Regions from separate parts of the Hordeum vulgare genome. Here region 1 is linked to region 2. Evidence: chromatin contacts called from public Hi-C data. All regions are on one chromosome and are shown on one strand. Each heading gives the region's core, a stretch centred on a gene start, on an enhancer-like site or on the middle of the called end of the contact. The rest is flanking DNA. Distances are from core to core; before and after follow the strand shown. Region 1 holds the start of LOC123449458 (NADH dehydrogenase [ubiquinone] 1 alpha subcomplex subunit 13-B). Region 2 holds the start of LOC123449452 (ubiquitin carboxyl-terminal hydrolase 26).

Region 1 (5,036 bases), core at 1,829-4,328, 440 kb after region 2:
CAAGGATCCAAGATAAGATTATGCATAGCGTTAGGTAGAGATTTAAAATCAAAATCACATGCCCTATACTTCACGTGAAATTGGCAACATAACAATTCAAGAATAAATTAGCAATGCTTTCCTACATATCACAAAATTGACAACTTCCTCCCCCAATCAGCCCCTCATCAAATTATTCTTTGTAAGGATACTATTTCTAAATACCGTCCAAAGGAAGATCTCCAGTTTCAGTGTAATCTTAGTTTCCCACAAGAATTTATGAGGAGAAATAGATTTCTGAATGACCACTTTTCTTGTACAGAGATCTCATAGAGAATTCTCCAACTTTGGTTAAAAACCATTTGACATCATCCCATTCATTTGAAGATAACAATGGTCGAGCAATTTTCAATTATGTACCTCGATAGAACCAAAGTATCTTCCAAAAGCTTTCTCCTATATTCGACTCTACCCCAACTCAACTAAACATGTGTGTAATCGAGATGCTTTTGCCAAAGCAATGAGTGTTTTATCCATTGCCCACCACTTTTCTAGCAATAATTATGAAGTAGGTTTTTTCACTTTCAAAAGGCTAGACCAAATTGCAATTGTGAATCACCACTTGTAAGTTTTACTCCAGTCCAACTTCCATCACCAACAAGCAATGGTTTGTTCATCAAAATATAACATCCCCAAACCCCTATGGCCTTTTGTTGGCACACAATATGCTGCCTCACGAGATGACTGTTCTGGTTATCCTTATCCTAATGGCAAAACAAACAAGTGTGAAGTAAATTCAACATTTTTATAACACCCACATAAAAATTGTATGACAACATCATAAACAGAGGCACATTGGTAATAAGGCAAGTTTTTATTAACATATATTTTCCTAAATCTTGTGCTAACATTCACATTATTCCGAGTCTTGTTTCCCTTATTTTTAGTCCTTATTTCTAATTGTATGGGTTACTAGGAAATCTTAAGTACTTAATAGGCAAATTGCCCACAAATCAAGTACATATTCTGTTATAGAGGTCAACTATATTAGTGGTTTTTTCAAATAGGAATTTTTCATTTTTATGGAAATTAATTATGAGACATTTGTGAATTCAGGGAGTCGACATCACGCGCCACGACGTCGAGGAGGACCCAGACGTGATACCTTCTCCCCTCGTTGGCTTCAGTGTGGCTCCACAACAACGGGTGGGCGAAGGAGGACGGATGCATGACGCAAACACATATTTTATTAGGAGCTACTACATGGATTCGGGCTTGTTAAATAGGATTGTTTGTGTACTATAGATTCGCAATAATACACGGACATTACATGTTTTTTACAAAAAAAAATCTAACTATCCCCCTCCACCCACAATTTAAGTGGGATGGGCTCCACCTCATCCCCAATTTCAAATACTTAGCCTTCACGTTGGCCTTTCCGTTGGCCCCATAACAAACCACCCGTGTGTCAAGCATTGCTCGTAGATCCGTTTCATAAAAGCTCTATGCTCCACCTCATCTGTAACCGCCTAGAATTTTCTAGCTGATTTATAGACAATAATTTATAGGGGACCTTCGATTTGACGTTGTATGAGCGAGGGAACCACGGAGCGCGCACCACACCTGGACCTCGTGGGCTAGCCCATGTGCGGGGTGGGAAAGCGGGAACCACCTTTTTTTGCGTTTTAGGTTCTAACTTTTTCCCTTTCAAAATAATTTTGGATTTCAAAAAAGTTGCAAGTTGTGAAGTGTTTGTGAATTCAATTTTTTTTCAAAATTTGAGAAAATGTTCAGGAAATGGTAAATGCTCTCAAATTAAAAAAATGTTCACTGAATTCAAAAATAGTTCTCCAATTCAAAAAATGTTCACTGGATTCAAAAATAGTTCTCCAATTCAAAAAATGTTCATGATTTCAAAAGAATGAATATTTTCAGTATTTTAATGATTTCATTTTCGGGCATTTTATAATAATGATCAACATATTTTGTATGACCACATTTTGAATTTGATGAACTTTTTTGAACTTGGTGAAAAAAAATGTTTTCACGAACTTTTTTTGTGAAACATCGATGAAAAAAATTCTGAAACCATTTTTTAATTTTATGAACAATTTTTGAAAATAAATGAACAAATTTGGAATTTGATGAACATTTATTCCATTCAATGAACACATTCTGAATTCTGATGAAAACTTTATAAATTCAATGAATACAATTTGAATTATATTAACATTTTTGAATTGTTATTTGTTTTAAATTGGTAAACATTTTTTGAATTTGAGAAACATTTTGTTTTCATGAATTAGGAAACAAATTCGCAAAAAAGTGAGAATTAAAAAAGTATGCAATTTCAAAAAATCATCAAGTTAAAAATATTTTAAAACATGTCCTTAATTTAGATAAGTTACGATTTCAAAACTTTTTACGATTTCAAAAAAGGTTCACGAATTTGAATGATGTCTGCAAATTCAAAAATAAAAATAAAACGAAAAAAGAAATAAAAATAAATATGAAAGAAAGAAAAAGAAAAATAAGAAGAGGAAAAACAGAAATGAAAAAGAAAAGAAAAAAAAGAAAGCAAAAAATCAAAAGGAAAAAAACACGATTCAGGCAAGGTTCTAGAACCTTTGCAAAACCTGAGGGAAAGAAAGCCGTTAATGGGATAGCCAAAGGAGGCTCGAAGGCTGGAGGGCGTGCCAAATAGAAACCCCATTTCTAGGACGTCCGAAACCGTCTGAAACTCAGGCAAAACCGAAGGTATCATTAGGATCCAGCAAGGCATTGTACAATGTAAGATGCTTAGGAAAGATGTTTAGATAAATAAATTGATTTTTCTGTGACACCTAATGTCTATTTGTGTAGGCTAGACGCTTAGTTAACCATTCCTCATACAATAAACACTTGTACTTAGACGCTTATTTTATTTTTTAAGACAACTTGGTTTATTTTTTATTTTTTGTGTGTGGCAAATCTTGGTTTATTTACTATAAACACATATTCTAAGCACCTTGCGTTATACAAGGCCCAAAGCTCATCAGCGCTTCTCCCCAAGGCCCATGTAAACTCTTGCGGAATAGACCCCGGAGAGTGACGAATTTACCCGCTGCCCACACTCGCTGACAGAGTCACTGGAACGAGGCGATTCCTCCCACCACCAGGTTCCCCCAAATCGCTCCGACCCGCCACTAACCCTAGCGACATCTGCGCTCCCAATCGCTCGGCCTCTCGCCGGAGCACCAGATCCGCGGCCGCTTCGCCCCCCGCCGGTGGTGAGATTCCCGGATCGGAGCCAAGATGACGGAGTCTATGGTGCGGAACAAGCCGGGGATGGCGAGCGTCAAGGACATGCCGCTGCTGCAGGACGGGCCGCCGCCCGGCGGGTTCGCGCCCGTGCGCTACGCGCGCCGCATCCCCAGCAAGGGCCCCAGCGCCATCGCGCTCTTCCTCACCACCTTCGGCGCCTTCTCCTGGGGCATGTACCAGGTCGGACAGGGGAACAAGGTTCGCCGGTAAGTGCCTGCCTGCGCGTCGATCTGCCTCTCACGATGACGTGCCCGTCACCATTTCCATCGAAACGGGCGCTCGTCGCGAATCAATCCTTGCATGGCTGCTTGCCTTACCTCCATCGGTTACATTCTTGCGTTAGTTGAGATAAATTGTTGTCTGAAATGCATTTAGATAACTGTAGGTCGTGTCTAGACAATGACACACCGATATGGTAGCAGTGTAGCAACTAGGAAGGACTTGCATTATTAGCAGATGCCATGTTTCTAAGAAGTAGCTTAATGTTATATATGCAAATGGATGTGCCACATTATGATTGATATGCCACTTCATCCCTTTGCAGCTGCTCCAAGTTGACTATTCAACATACTGTAACATCTGATTAGCTAATTTTATGGAGAAAATGAATTTGGACAATTTTATAGCTGAGGAGCCAGGCCCAATCTGGCTGTTGATTCCTATGTAAAGAACTATGAACAATGAGTTGTAGGCTTATAGCATAACTAAGACTTGCACCATTCACCACCACTCCTCCCTCCTGGCCTCCATGGTATCCACTCGCCTTCACATCATATATCCGCCCTTTAGCACCATCTCAATATTCCTTGCGGTCTGTGGTGCCCTCACACACTTGCGTAGCACTCCACACCGGAACAGGGATCTCAGGGGATCCTACGATTAGCAAATCATCTTGCCTATGCTATAGCAATGCCACACAATATTTAGATTAAGCTAATGTGGTTTCAGTGGAAATTATAGTTTCTTCGTTTTGTAGGCCTGTCTTGTTCATTTTGTAAAAATAAAAATTCCATGTCTCAACCTTAAACTACCAAAGTACCATGTGGGTCATTTTTTTAGAAAGAGGAGATTGCCCTCGGATATTGATTAATAGAAGCAACTGTGCCAACAGAGATCGTACAAGAATAATCTGGGCATGTGGTTCAGATGCCATCATCCAGGAGAGAGCTGCCTAAAGGTCTCATTAGAGCAGCCTTAAAAATCAACCAAACTGAGCTTACATCAAAATAGGCAAGAATCACACTACAACTACGAAGTCATGATCATATCAATAATTTGATTGTGAGTGCAATGTGGTTGGACCCTCTTCCAGCATTGGAACTCCAAAACCGCCTAAAAGGCAATCTTAAAATCACAAACTAATCCTTTTGCCACCTTTGCCTCTTTCCAATCGTTGTTTTTACATGATCTCGTAGTGGGTCGGATGGGTCTCACATGTAATGTTGGTACAGTAGCTTGCAATCCCTTCATCTTCACCACTGGGCGAACAGCCTTAGACAAAATCCTCAAATTTTCCTCTCCCTACTGCGCATCAGCACCACTCAGTGAACCTTTGCCAGCCCCCTCCCTGAGTTTTCTTTGGTGATGACGCGTAGTCTTCATCCACCATTACCATACCTTACAGCTGCATGATGATGAGCACATCGTAGTGTATATCTGTCCAAACCAAGCTCGCCGTAAGCCTCCTCCTACCTATTTGTTGCTCTAGTTCCGCCCTGTTGGTTAAGGCTGTCAACTGCTATGTTCATTCCTGC
Region 2 (5,014 bases), core at 11-2,510:
AACAGCGACCTTGGAGTAACTTAACGAACGCTCAAGCAGAGACAAAAACAAGGTGAGAAATTCATGACTGTCCTGCTGGACACCGTTGTCTAGTTCTAAGGTCTTGATGAAAGGTGCAGAATCAATGAAAGATAGTTTGCTGGAGTGTAGCTGCGCAAATAATCGAGCCAGCTGATCGAGAACAGGTTGCTTCTTCAAGATGTCTGGCTCTAGAGAGAAAATGCCTGAACGGAAGGAAGTGTTCATGTAGAGGCACTGAAGTATGCTGTTGGCGTAACATGTCGCGCCCAGATTAGTCAATCCAGCAGGTGTCTCGGTTGAAGCACGGAGATCCTTGGATGGGTCAGGACCGAGGCCACCGACATGCTCGCCATTTTTCTGCCAGAGGCCTGTCTTCCTCGCCCCACCGGTGGTGGGGATCAACCCGCAGAAACAATTGGGTGAGTCCTTGGTGTTCCCATGGCAACCCTGGCAAACCGGCTTCCAGATACTGTAAAGTTGCCTAATATCATCTTGCGTGATGGTGCCAGTGGAATGTATCCTCCTGCATAGCACAGGCAGCACCCCAAGCAAAAAACATTCAGCAACAGAAACACATTGAAACCTCACCCTTCACCCTGTCAAATCTCCGGCTCCCAACAATGGGGAAAGGCAATTGTATACATACTTGAGAGCAGCATAAGACGGGCTGGCAGACTCATCGGCGCGTGGCCTCTTGTTCTTATTGCGGGTGTTGTGCCTGCTCATTGTACCATCAAACTGAGCGCCAAGCGAAGCCACGGGTTGCTCTCCCTCCTGCGGAAACAACAGAAGCCAGAGCATTAGCGCGTCGGCGTCAAGGGCGGACGGAACGAGGAGCATTGGGGTCAGTTCGAACCCTAAATTTCGTGGGAAACAGACTGCTATCGCTACGCTACCTAGCAGCAAACGAATCCGCCAAAAAAAAAACGGGGAAACTCTGTGGATTTAAGAGAGAAAAGGCGTTTGGATTAGAATGCTCACGGCCAAGGGAGGAACAGATCAAGCTCTCCAGGCAATCTGAAGCAGACTAGGGTTCGTCACCGGCAAGGAAAAGCAAATCCAGGGCCTGATGGATCTCTGCTCCACGCCAGTCCGGTCCAGTAGAGCGGCGGCGGCGGAGGAGGAGAGATGGATCCCCTGGAGGTGGCGGTCGGCTGTGGAAGGGCAGCGGGGCGGAGAGGGTTTCCCTTCGATGACCACCGCCGCGAGATGGAAGGGGATGAAAAGAAGCTGATCTGCTTTTTGGTTTCAGAGAGCCGGGTGACGTGCCGCATGTTTTGTTGGGTCGGGCTGCATCCGTGGGCTTTGGCAGCAGTCATGGGCTGGGATGGCACAGGACCGGTAAAGGTTTGAAATAGAATGGTTCTTTTTTGCTGGAATGGAAATGGAATAATTGACCTTGAACTTGTACACTTCAAGGCTTCTGTAGATTCATGGCGGCATTCGGCGTCGAGACGTGTATGTTCTTCGATGCATGAGGGCATAGCATTAGCAGAGCACATTTGTGGCGAACTGCATGACATCGGATGCGTATGATGGATCACTCGGACCTTTACAACATTTCACATGACTTTGCGATTGATATGGCAAGCTTGAGTCCATGACGAGTTCTAGAGCCTTCTAGTACTTATATTTTTATCAAGCATTTATCTGCATGTTTATAACTTATTTACGTGGAGAAACTAAATGATTTATCAAGTATTTTACTACATATACTCAAGGAGAGAAATTGAAGGCAAGGTATGTTGCTTGGCCCAAGAGGAAGAAGAGCTCCCACCCAGGTAGGTAGAAATCAACCTAGATGAGGTTAATTAGCGCGTCGCCGTTCTTGTGTTGCCAATAAAAGATTGCTAGTTAAGTCCATCCACTCTCTGCGTTAAAGATGAAGCGTAAATATTACTATAAAATATCCCAATTGAAGATGGTATCAATGTGAGTTATGTCAAATAAGGTAATATATTGAATTTCAAACAATCAAATGGAAACAATGGTGGGGCGTGAATGAAAAGTCTTGATTTGAAGTTATTGATGAGCCTATTAATGAATCTAGTAGTCACCAAAACCCTAGGAAAGAGGGTGTTGGTTTCGAAAGAAACATTAATGCTGATGGATCTTACTGGAAGCGTGAGCAGTATCCCAAAACCACATGGGTTGCTACAAAGGGCCCCATAGTTGATCCATCCATATTATCTGGCTTTACCTGTGTTAATCCTATCATCATTGATGAATCCTTTGATTCCAACTACAAATTGTTCAAATGTCAAAATGGTGAAATATTTGTTAGGTTCATTGGCACTAACTACAGGAATGGTTCACCCATGAAGAGGATATGGCTTCCCAAATGTCTTCCTGAGAAGCTTCCAGTAAATGTCACGACGACATCTCTCAAGAAGAAAACATTGTCCACATCAATGTCTCCGAGGAGACAAAATTCTTCATATGATCGCACTAACAACTATGTTTCGTAGGGAAGGACTCAAAAGACTAGTGAATATCAACAATATGGCATGAACCTTCTCTGCATATTCATTTGAGTATTCGAACCCTCCTGTGAAACGTGCTATTAGGGCTACATTTTCTAACTTCTCTGATGCTGATTTAAATCTTATTGCTTCTAAGCCACCCCTCAAGATGTGGGTGGTTAAGAAGAATTAATATCTTCATGCAGCATCGGGTCTCTAGAGAGAATGAAGCCTAACTCGAATACTATCTCTAGAGACCCGAAAACATTCTTGTCTCGATGCAAGAAAACAAATGCAAATGGTTTTACCATTTATGTCGTCCATTGTTACTATTTCTATCACTGCAATATCTTCATCAATGCATGATGTTGCGGCATGCCTTGGTGAACAAGACTAATTCTCAATGCAGGAAGACAAATCCAGTCCAACCGAATGGATCATGGATAGTGGATGCACTAGTCGCATGACTGGTGATTGAAGCCTATTGATGGAGTGAACTCTTCGACCTCCAACCAAAGATCACATCGTCTTTGTCGACAAAAGCACCAGCAAGGTGTTGGGACTAGGTAGAGTTGCTATATCAAGGGATAGGCACATGGAAAATGTGATGCTTGTCGAATCCCTTGGATACAACTTAATGTTTATCTCAATGCTCCGTGATATTGACATGCTTGTCATATTTGGCAAATTTTGATGCATTGTACTAATGGCCTTTGATGAAACCAACATCTTTGAAGATTTTCGAAAAGGTGATATATACATGGTAGACTTCTCTGCAAGACCACAAGTCGCCACATGTCTTCTAGCAAAGGCTTCAGAATTCTGGCTATGGCATCGACGGCTAGGACATGTTGGTACGAGGAACTTGCATACACTCGCCAAGAAGTGGTGAGGACATCAATACCATTGTTACACCCACAACCCCAACTGTTATACATATTGGACCAGTTACTAGAGCTTGCGCATGCTAATTGAATTACGAGGTACTTTAGTTTCTTGGAAATCATTCTAATGTTCGTGAACATATGATGATGCATAAGTTAGATACTTTTGTTGTACTTATGAATGAAGAACCTAGCATGGACAAGAAGGATATCCGTTGGAGCGGGATCAAGCATGTAGAAGACGGTGCATGTGCGGGAAAGAACAATGGAGCTTCCACTGGCGATTTTCGCACTTTGAAGCCATCATAAGGAGAGCGATGGGGTCATAGTCCTAGGGTAGGGTCATCGGCCTGCCCTAGGTGTCCTACCCAAGGACTACCCCACACAAAGGACAGGACCTTAAGTCTACCCCGACTGAATTAAGTAGTCCCCATCATCCAGTCGGTAACAGGCCCAGAATCATCCAGTCGGAGACTAGCATTCGGAGGGCACCAGGCCAACCGACTCGATACACTCGGTACGTCGTAACCTCTCTGGAGGGAAACTGTCGTACGTTTCCGGGTGCGTTTATTAGCATTTAGAGCATACGTTACCTGTAACGTATGCATTCAATCGCCACTACTCCACCCCTGAGTCAGAACCGTTGTGGAGGGCAGCGCACTCTATACAAGCCGCCCTCCCCCACTGGTCAAGGGGTTACCAAATCACTGTATTCCATATTACACTCGGTAACAAGCTCCGAGAGCACTGAGACGTAGGGTTGTTACCTCCACCGCAGAGGGGCCTGAACTCATACAACCTCGCCGTAGCTAGGACTCTGCACATCTCATTCGTACCCTACACATCTACTGTCAGGCTTATACCCACGACAGTTGGCGCCCACCGTGGGGCAGGCGTCTAAGCGACTTCCGGCGAGTTTGCGACTACTTCCTTTCGTCATGTCGTCTGGTGGAGGTTCGAGCATGGATCACCAGATCCTCTTCGGCGTTCTCTCCTTCACCATCGACGACTCGGCATGGCTTCGGGAGGCGCCTCTCGACGTTGAGGCGCTTCCCCGTCGCGGGGCCACACACTTCCGTGCTGACGCTCGCGGCGTTCTTCTTCTCCAACAATCGGCTCCATTATCGGCTTGCACCTCCGTCATGCGCCGCAACAAGCGGTCTCGCAGTCCGCGTCTCCAACGTTGGGTGCAACATGCCCGAGCGCGTCATATCGCGTCCTCTCAAGTGGCAGTTCTGGAGTCTGTTGTGGTTGCCCCGCGTTCCCAGTGCTCCCTTCCGAGTACGCGGGTCGTGGGCCTGCAGCAGAAGTACACATGGCCAACTCCCATGAAGATCCCCGTCAGGCCGGCCGGGGCGAAATCGGTGAAGCATCCGGTGCACGCCGTCCACCTCGTCGTTCTGCCAGTCGGCACACTCGGCGGAGCAATGTGGAGTTGTTCCGCACACCTCTCCTCAACTTGGCTGCGGCTGCCCAGATTGCTAATTCCCTCCAGCCGACTGATTCAGAGGCAGGAAGGGGAATCGAGCAGATCCGAGCTCTGTTGCGCATGGCGCAGCAGCAGAATTCGGCAGTCTCCCAGTCACACAATCGGATCTACAATAGTTTCGTCCATGCAAACACGCATCGATCGGTTCACAGCCCTGG

What was found. Hi-C and Micro-C count contacts between places; a contact is called where the count stands out from the background.
Region 1: a Hi-C map of leaf shows a contact between it and region 2, with 3 times the contacts expected there. The contact joins the promoter of LOC123449458 here to the promoter of LOC123449452 in region 2. A contact is called at or near these places in 2 of 6 Hi-C or Micro-C datasets (leaf and seedling).

What each region holds. Positions count from the first base shown.
Region 1 is chr4H:552,155,203-552,160,238 of MorexV3_pseudomolecules_assembly, forward strand. It overlaps LOC123449458 (NADH dehydrogenase [ubiquinone] 1 alpha subcomplex subunit 13-B), which reads left to right and starts at 3,079. Exons shown (of 3, transcript XM_045126695.1): 1 at 3,079-3,488. The coding sequence starts at 3,274.
Region 2 is chr4H:551,713,216-551,718,229 of MorexV3_pseudomolecules_assembly, forward strand. LOC123449452 (ubiquitin carboxyl-terminal hydrolase 26) reads right to left here and starts at 1,261. Exons shown (of 15, transcript XM_045126687.1): 1 at 1,003-1,261; 2 at 668-795; 3 at 1-544. The coding sequence starts at 747.